2 separate regions of the Ovis aries genome follow, and region 1 is linked to region 2. A link is a contact called in public Hi-C data. All regions are on one chromosome and are shown on one strand. The core of a region is the stretch at or near the end of the contact, and the rest is flanking DNA. Distances in the headings are between cores, read along the strand shown. Region 1 overlaps PACS1 (phosphofurin acidic cluster sorting protein 1). Region 2 holds the start of PACS1 (phosphofurin acidic cluster sorting protein 1).

What was found. A called contact is a pair of places that touch in the nucleus more often than the background predicts.
Region 1: a Hi-C map of liver shows a contact between it and region 2, with 2.2 times the contacts expected there. The contact joins the enhancer-like site here to the promoter of PACS1 in region 2. A contact is called at or near these places in 8 of 16 Hi-C or Micro-C datasets (blood, hypothalamus, liver and 3 more).

Annotation. Positions count from the first base shown.
Region 1 is chr21:40,628,892-40,633,822 of ARS-UI_Ramb_v3.0, reverse strand. All of the region lies in intron 1 of PACS1 (phosphofurin acidic cluster sorting protein 1), which reads right to left. Among named protein-coding and RNA genes, the nearest start is that of PACS1, 43 kb to the right of the region's middle. Within about 2 kb of position 2,967, at least 13 of the 54 cell types and tissues checked have an H3K27ac peak or open chromatin away from gene starts, as enhancers often do. A contact at or near this core is called in liver, where this site is marked.
Region 2 is chr21:40,585,762-40,590,501 of ARS-UI_Ramb_v3.0, reverse strand. PACS1 (phosphofurin acidic cluster sorting protein 1) reads right to left here and starts at 2,038. Exons shown (of 24, transcript XM_027959538.3): 1 at 1,667-2,038. The coding sequence starts at 2,019. It overlaps SF3B2 (splicing factor 3b subunit 2), which reads right to left. Exons shown (of 22, transcript XM_027959264.3): 20 at 4,546-4,645; 21 at 4,256-4,441; 22 at 3,669-3,919. The coding sequence ends at 3,848.

The DNA of each region.
Region 1 (4,931 bases), core at 1,718-4,217, 42 kb before region 2:
GCATTACTTGCAATCAGCGAGCAGAAGATAACAGGCTTTCATGCATTCCATTTCACCACCATCATCTCTGCCGCCTCCTGCCTTTTAGCAGGGAATTAAAGCACGTAAGTGGAAAAAAAAAAAAAAAAAGCAGACACAGACAATAAACAAATGAGCCTGGCTACATATAAAACTCCAATAAAGTTTTATATGTAGACTCAAAGATTTGAATTTCATATCATTTTCACATGCCATGAAATATTATTGTTCTTCTGATTTTTTTCCAGCTACTTTAAAAACTACAGCTTTCGGTCTGTAGAAGAACAGGTAGTGGACCAGAGGGTATCAGGTGAACCTGCATTAAACCAACGAAGAGAAAGTCAGAAGAGATCAAAGGAAAAGTAGTGAGCCACAGAGCAAGGCTACAGCCTTTCACTTTCTTCTTTTTTAAATTTATTTAGTTGGTTATTTTTGGCTGTGCGGGGTCTTCATTGATGCACGCAGTAGGCTTTCTCTAGTGCGGCAAGTGGGGGCTACTCTGATGGCAGTGTGAGGGCGTCTCACTTCCGGGGCTCCTCTTGTTGTAGAGCATGGGCTCCAGGCGTGGGTAACTTCAGTAGTCGTGGCGCCCATGCTCAGCTGCTCCACAGCATGTGGAATCCTCCAGGACCAGGGATCGAACCCATGTCCCCTGCGCTGGCAGGCGGATTCTCAACCACTGGACCATCAGGGGAGTCGTGCAGCCTTTTTCTTGACTCAGTGCTGGAGCCACTGATTCGGGAGGCCTTCGCAGACCCTCCTCCACTCCCACTTGGGGGAAGTGTCCCAGTTTTGAGTTCTCACTGAAACTTGGGCCTATCGCTACCCTAACACTTACCATAATATACCCAGTCAATCATCTGCGTATGTTTCTGTCTCTTTTTACATCTATATTCCTAGCCAACCCCATGGACAGAGGAGCCTGGCAGGCTATATATAGTCTACGGGTTCCCAAGAAGGGGGCACGACTTAGGGACTAAACCAGCCAACATAGATGCTCAAAAAAAAAAAAAAAAAAAACCTGGAGGGAAGGGTGAGAAGGAAAATAAAAAAGGAATAAGCTCAGAAATTCTTTTTTTCATATAAACACAGACACCAGCACAAGGAGTTGACAGCGGTTCCATGACACACACCTAAGGAGTTAAGTCAGTGGCTTATCTACATTTCGCATCTGTTAACAATCTCTGTTGTTTATGGCCCATAAATATACACCAGCCCCTCCATCTATTCTTTATACTCATGCCTCCCCTCAAGCCAGGCATCTGACTAACTTGTTTAGATGAATCTGGATGAAGAAGGTCCAAGCATCAATTTAAAATGACCACTGAGTCTCCAGAAAGGCTTGGGGTGCCCTGGGGGATCTGCGGAACACAGATGAAAAAATTACTGTCCCTGGAACATTAGCCCCCAGGACGAATGATGGCTTCAGATGGTTTAAAGAAAACCTGAGAAGCCACAATTACAGCTGCAATATGAACATCAACACGGGAAAGTCTACCGCACCATTATCACAAAAAGCATAAAAGAGAGATAAACAGCTTCAATCACACGTGGTTGGACGGATGGCCTTGTGCTGGGTCATTAACTTTCTCTGTGCCGTGGGTTCCTCTGGCAGCCCAGAGAAGCCAGCAGCTCCTTTCTCAGAACAATGGTTTTGAATACATAAAACCGTCTGCGTAGTTTAAAAAGGAAGCGGGTTATCGTAATTAGCCCACACGACCTCTCCCTGACACTTCCTGTCTCCTTTCCTGGCTTCATTTTTTCTGCTGGCGTTTGTCACTATCTAACACACGGCACATACCTGACTTGTGTTCTCTCATTTGGTAGATGTCTCCCCAACTACAACCTTGCTTCCATGAGGGCAGTGGAGTTAATCTATTTTGTTAACCACTCTATCTCCAAAACCTACAAAATGGCTGGTATATAACAGAGGCCCGAGAAAAATATGTCAAATGTGTAAACAAACCTCTTGTCTCCCAGGAGCTATATTCTAAGAGGAGTCGGAGGCAGTTCTAGGATCTGTCTTTTGGACCCCAAGGACTGTAGCCCACCAGGCTCCTCTGGCCATGGGATTTCCCAGGCAAGAACAGTGAAGTGGATTGCTGCTTCCTTCTCCAGGGTTCTTCCCAACCCAGGGATCGAACCTGAGTCTCCTGCTTGGCATGCCGGTTCTTTACTGCTGAGCCAGGGAAGCCCTAGAATACACACCTCATATCTACTCGTACCTTCTTAGCAGCACTGGAAACCTTTTATAAACGCAACCTCACGCACCTATAATAAACTTAATAGCTGAGGGCAAAGAAAGGATGTGCGGTGGAGAAGTTAAAGGCCCCCAGGTTAGTCAGCGAACAAAATCCACCGGTCAGGTCTCCTGCTGACCCACCCTCCCTACACTCTACCCTCGTCCTCCGAAGCTTCTGCTGCCTGGCCTTCAGTCTCTTTCCGGCTTAAGTGTATTAACACCTAACTGCACAGTGACGGTAAGAGACAACTCATTCACAACAGCCACACTCCTCTGCAACAAGGTTCTAGATTTCCAACTTCTTGCCAAGGCAACTCTTAAAGAGAGGAAATGTTTTGTTGCTAACTCATCTTATTCACTGTAAATTAAAAGGTTAACAGGAATGTAAACCCTCAGCCGTGACAGGCTGCCTACATTGTTTGTCTCACAAAGTCCTAAACGAAAGGAAGCTCAGCGCCCAGACAGCTCAAAGCTTCAGAGAAATGCAATAACTTCCACCAACTGCAACGCCTTCACTCTGCAGTGTGCCAATGAATTAGAAGAGCCAACCAGAAACTCGAGAAAGAAAGGTGGGGTGGGAAGAGGAGGTTGACATCAAGGTCAGTTAATAGGACAGAAACCGTGTCCTTGAACGTTTCACAACGGCAGGGCTGTCAGCACCTCACAGGAAGGCAGTCTGGGCTCTTCTTGGGTGGCCAGGCAAACATCAGCCCGCTCCTCGCCCTCACAGCTGGCCCAAAACAGAGTGGAGGAAATACACTTGTATCAGCAGGGTTCTGAGACACTCAAGCCCATGTACTTAAAATATTACCTTCTAAATCTCCTTAAACATCAGAATTATCCATGTATGTGCATCATACATAGAAGGAAACAGGAAGACATAGGGTTTTTTTGTGGGTTTGTTTTCTGTATGTGTTTTTTTTTTCTGAGGGGGTTGTTTTTATTAATAACATTTCAAGTGCCAGGAAACCAGCAACAGCTGGTCATCGACGACAGAAAGTTCCATGGTAATGATGTGTATTAAGAGGATTTCAAGTTGAAAAAGAGAGCAAGAGAAACAGTTTTCACATAGGCTTGACTCCAGCTCAGTGAGAAAATACCAACCGAGAGCAACCTTTCTAACCAACTGCCGACCTCTTGTACTGTTCTGGTTCTGATCCTTAGAGGTAAACTCTTCTTCTGAACTGGCCCAATAAAAACTGTAATATAATTCTGTAACTACTCATAGTGCTCTTGCTTTATAGTCACACTTCAAGAGAAAGCCCTGAAAACACAATGATGAATAAAGCCCACGAGCACGGAAAATTTATTTTCAACCTTTTCTTTCAAAGCAAAGGTCTTCAGTGTCATTCCAACTTTACAACATCAGTGAGGTACCAATAAGCTTTTTTTAGAATCCGTTGTACAGGTAATTACATAACTGAATAAAAAAAGAAGTGAAAAACCCTAAAAACACAAATTGTTTACATTCATCTAATTTCACTGATTGTTAAAGTGAAAACTGGAAATAAACTAACTATTCATTTAGTGGGATTAGTTAAACAAACTGTGTTTTGTCAATTTCATGGAATACTACAGAGCCATGAAAAAGAATGGGAAAGACCTCCAAGTACAGAAACAGAAGAACCTCCAAGACACCTCTGTCACAGGAAAAGGACAAGCTAAACAACTCATGGTGATTCTGCTTACGTAAAACATTTAAATGAGTCTGTACAAATGCTGTATTTAAATACTCAGGACAGTGTGTCAGGGGACCGGAAGAGAAGTGAGGGAGTTTGGGGAAATTTTTCACATCATTCACAGGCTGTTGTGTATTTTTTAAAAAAATCTTAGTATGGAAAAAGGGCTAGATGACTCTATGAATCAAAGGGAAGAAAAACAAAGAAGAAAACCTATTTATTAATGTCAGAGCAAGAGTGTGATCATTGGAGAGCCTTCTATCTGCCACACCTCAAAACAGTGTTTACTTCAGCTACTGTACTGATAGAAACAAGATGAATCATGAACATTAAGAACAAGATTTCTGAAGTGGTAAGCCTACACCATGATCAAAGTACACAAGTCATCGTCTCTAAGAGAACTGAGAGTTTAAAACGCACACTTCTCACATCTTCCTGTCAACTCAGACGAGCTGCATTTTCTGGTTGTTTTGTGGAATAGCCATACTTCCATGGCACGTACTTGTCCCCTGGTACTGAAGCCTGACTAGCCTTGACGGCAAGTTCCAAGAGCATGCCTGAAAATAAGCGACAGCACTGCAACTTAAAAAGTGCTTTGCTAGGGCTTCCCTGGTGGTCCAGCGGTTAAGACGCTGAGGTTCATCCACGTTGCACCCGGAGCAGTGCTTCAGTCCTTTTTTTTTTTTAAGGTGCTTATCATGCTTTATCGAAACCATGCTACCTTGAATATACTCTGCAGGTATCTTTGATATCACATTCTTTATGAGGTATACAGGCTCTTTCTTTTCCTGTATCTGAGTTATTCCATCAATTGATTCCCGAAGGAGGTAATGTTCCTTTTTCTCCTTTTGTGAACTGTGCCACACAGCATGTGCAACCTTAATTCTCCAACCAGGGTCTGAACCTGTACCCTCTGCGTTACAAGTACAGACTCTAAACCACTGAGCCACTAGGGAAGTCCCTTTATTCCTTTTTAAGGCCAAGTAATACTG
Region 2 (4,740 bases), core at 789-3,288:
AAAACATTCCAGATGTATATCCTTCCAACCGCAACTCTACCCCTACACACAAAGGCATCCTAAAGAAACTTTTGCGGGAAGCGCCAAGAGTCCTGGACAAAAATATTTATAGCATTACTGTTCGTGTTAATAAACAGGAAACAACCCAACTGTTCATCAAAAGATTTATGATATATTCATACCATGAAATTCTTACCCCTTAGGGAAAATGTTTCGAGTTACCATACAGCATCGATGATTCTCACAAACTTAATGTTGAGTTCACACACACACACAACACACACAGACACAAATAGGTTACAGAACACACACATTATGATAGCATTTATATAAACTTCCCAAAACATTCACAACGAAAAAACATTGTCTAGAGATGCACACACGTAGTAAAACTAATTTTAAAAGACCGGGAAATGAGGGACACACAATTCAGAATAATGTTTACCTTTGTAGGGGGAAGCAGGGGACGTGGTGGGGAAGAAGCACCCAGGGCTCCAACGCAACTCTAATGCTGTTTCTCAAGCTGAGTCAAGGACAGATATGCGCTTCTTGTCATTTTTTAAATTTTAAAGTCCTCTCTAGGACATACATCATTTTGTATGCATGAAACAATTCAAAACAGAAGGGGGCTGGAGAAAAAGGAGAGTTGAAGATGTAACCAAGCCGTGCTCCCTAACCCCCACTTACATGTCCATCTGCCCAAGACGGGGCTTCCAGAGTGAGGAGCAAGTCACACTCCAAGACAACAGAATCAACTCGATTTAGAGGTGACAGGAAAAAAGACCATCTTCAGGCACTTCTCTGGGCTTCCTGGCTGAAATCAACTCCACAGTGTCTATCTAGTCAAGGGGTAAGCTGTGAGACACTGCACACTGTCTCCAAAGTGTGTGAGAAGACTACCTTGCCCATACGGAAACAGAAAACAGCCCAACTCAGGAATATTTTACCAATGGAAAGTCCCCAGATGGTTCCAACAGACAGGAATGGATTGCAGTTAGGAACAAGGCAGTAGTTTTATGTGCCCTGCAGAGCTAGGAGAATATGTGACCGGTTACTGGGGGTGGGGAAGGATGAAAAATACACTTGAAAACACACTAAATAGGACTTTTCCAAGACCATAAAAGCCTGGACAGAATGTGTGTATCTGGAGTACAAATGGACGTGTGTTTTGAACACAAACTAGAAGCCCTAAGGGTTAGTATGGGCTTTACCCGGCAGAAGATGACAACCAAGTTTGGCACATGCCAAGTATATTGGGAAATAATAATATCTAGAGAGATCTATACCACATCCTTGTAACACAGGTACAGCCCACGGGCGCTGGCGAGGCAGGGAAGAAAGTCTGTGACTTTCACGGGGAAACGGACAGGAAGGCCGGATTCTGTCAGAAGGCCCAGGGCAGAGAATCCACTGGGCCCCGCTCTGGGAGGGCAAGAGGGTGGTCCCGGCCCGAGGCCGAAGGTGGGCATGCCAGAGGAGGGCGGGGTCCCCTCGGGAGGAGTCCCCGGGAGGCCGGGCAGGGACGCAGCGGGGCAGCCGAGGGGGAATCCAGGGCCGGGGCGCCCCCCTTGGCCGACGGGACGGGGAAGAATAGGAAGGCGGGGGCCTGTCACAGCCCCGGCTGGGCGGTCCCCGAGGGCCTGGTCGCCCCCCGCCCGCCGCTCACCTGGGCACGCAGCTGGACGAGCTCCGGTCCACCTCCCAGGTGGCGTACAGGTTCATCTGCACGGGGGCGGGGGTGCGGCCTGGCCCCGGGCCGCCGGGAGTCGCGGAGCCCGAGGCCACCGCGACGGCCATGGAGGTGGAGGTGGACGAGGACGAGGACGAGGCGGCCGCCGCCGAGGTGGACGAGGACGACGAGGTGGCCTGGGCCAGCTTGGGGGGCGTCGGCTGCTGCGGCGGCGGCTGCTGCTGCGGCGGCGGCGGCTGCGGCGGGGATTGGGCGACCCCGGAGCCCCGCTGGCCGCTGCCGCCCCCGGCGCCTCCGGGACCACCGCCCGGCCCTCCGCGTTCCGCCATGGCCCGGCCGGGGGCGGGGAGGCGCGGGGGTTACGGGGATCGAGGCGAAGGCCGAAAGGACCGCCCAGGCTTCTCTCGCGGCGGCCGCGGGGGCTCGATTCGTCTGCTCAGCCCGCCCGCTCGAGCGCGCGAGCGCGAGCTGCACGCACGCGCGGGGCCTCGCGGCGCGCGGTCCTCGCGCTCGCCCGCCGCTGCCTGTTGCGGCTCGCGCCGCCGAGACACTGGGTGGGCGTGTCCGGGGAGGGGGCGGGGAGCCCCGGCCCGCGCCCGCCCCACCCAGCGCCCGGGGGCGGGGCCGCGCTCGGGCGCGCGCCCCGGGCGGGCCTGTGGGCGCGCGCGCCCCTCGCTCCTCGGGGGAGGGGGTCGGCGGCTAGGCGCCCTCCGCCTGGTCCTCTCCTCAAATTCGCGGCCCGGCGGCAGCCCGCTGAACCTCGCCGCCCGTTTCTCTCCCCTCTCCTTTTCCGCGGTGGCAGCAGAGCCAAGCGGAAACTCCGCTTTTCCGGGGCGCGGTCCCGGCCCGGAGAGGGCTGCCGCGGGAGCGCGCCTTGGCCCCCTCCGGTCTGTAGACCTGAGGCCCGACCCGCCGCACGCCCAAACCCGCTTTCCGACCGCCGACTTGGCGCCCGCTCTGCGGCCCCGGGGGGCTTCTTCGCCACGACCAGCAAAGGGCGCCATGGGGACCCAGTGGTCTACTGGACGCCGCTGGGCCAGGCAGTTTCCGCCGCTTCTCCCCAGTGTGGGCAGGGGCTCAGACCTAGAATCCAAAAAGCCGTTTGGCACGGGTGAATTCTAAAGCTAAGCCTTTATTTTCTGACCACGATGTCCCCCTCCTAAAGAACCATTAGAGTCCCAAGTCCCCATCTCTGCCCTCAATTTCTTATACTTTGACTGTTTTTCTGCCTCATCACTTACTATATTTCTACAATCCTATTCCTTCTGAGGTCTTACTCAACTGCCTTATCCTCCCTGGAGTCACCCACACTCCCCGCTCCAGGAAGCATCTGGAAGCCTCCCGCATGGCAGCTCCTCAGATGGTGCTTAACACCAGCATGAGTGGTACAGCAGCACTGTGTGACTTCTCTCCCCAGTGCTTGGCAACTGCCGGTGGGACCCATGGGACCAACCCAGTCCAGCCTGTCAGAAAGACTTCCAGGGACACAGGGGACTAGAGCCTAGGAAAGCAGCCCCCAACCACACCCCCACCTCCAAAACCTAGAGATGGTTGATGAAATCACCCAGGGGCTCATATGGACTCAGGACAATCTAGAGGATTTGAGCTGCGTTCTCTCCAGGTGAGGACCTGGACTCGGCCACAAGGTCTGTTAGGAAGGCCTGACCTGGCCTACTTCCCAAGCCCACTGCACTTCCTCAGCCCAGCTGGGCACTAAGCTGGCTATTTTTAGTCCCCAAGGACACACTAGTAAGGTCAAACCAGACCTGGAGGTCCTTCCTCCAGAGCCTTCCTACAAAAGCGGGCAGTGGTTAAAAAAAAAAAGTCTCAGAGTGGCTTTAGCTTCATCACCAGTCTCAACTGTAACATCTTCTCTAGGTGCCCGCCCCCAGATACTGGACCACTTTAGGCCACAGAAAATGGCTGTTTTCATCCTTTTGCGGGAGGGAGGGGACTAAAAGAGGGAGGACCAGGAGTGTTACATATTCATCTCTTTCCTTGGGAAACAGCTTTATTTACAAAACAGGTCTAAAATAAGAACATGAAAACGACAAGGCCTTGGGAATAGCAGGAGAGCTGGTTCTTCGTGCCCAAGTATCAAGCAGCCCAGATGTCCAAGCAAAGGGCCTTAAAGAAGGCCAGGTGTAAGACGGGGACTTAAAATTTGAACTCCTTATATTTCTTGCTGCCGCCACGGCTGTCCTGAGGCTGAGCTTTCCGTTTCTTTTGCTGTAGGAAAGAAAAACAGGTCACAACAGGTTAAACAACCCGCTGATTCCCCAAACAAGGGTGGGCAGCCTGATGTGGCCACATACGTCTGTGGGAAAAGTCTAGAAACTGGAATCCTCAGACTCAGACGAGTTCCTTCCCCTCCCTGTGTCTCAGCTTCATCGACCTTAAAGAGGGCACCCCACCAGAGGATTCCGAAGGTTCCCAGCACCCAGGAAGCTCAGGGCAGCAGCCACTGTGTCCTCCCTTCCTCTCACCACTAGAGGGCACCACCCCACGGGGAAAGGCAGCCCTGGTCCATGGCTCTCACACAGCCAGCCCCGAGTGAGCGCCCACCTTCTGCTTGGCAGCATGCTCAGCCACCATGTCACTGAAGTCTTCTTTCTCCACTTGTGCCTGCTGCTCCCGCACGTGCTCCTCATACTTCTGGGTCATGGCCATGGGATCCAGCTCCAACTCTTCAGGTGCCAGGGCCACTTCCACACCCTGCAGCTCCGGGGCCGGGCCCTTCCGACTCATAACCTGGAAAAGAAGTCAGAGCACTGTCTTCTCCAAAGCAAGGCTCGGAAGCTGGAGCTCCTGCCCACGCTCCCAGCCCCCTGAAGCACTGTCCTCCAAGTGCTCACCGTGGACATGTCATAGATGTGGGTTGAGCCCATCATGGCGCCCCCTACAGTGGCCGTTCTCTTCTCCGGCAACACAGTGAACAGCTGAGGCGTCTCACTTCTGTGAAGGACAAGGAGGCAAACAAGGGGGTCAACCCCAAAAAGAAAGGACGAAAGGGTCTCGAGAAGGGACAACAAAAGGAACAAGGGCAGCGC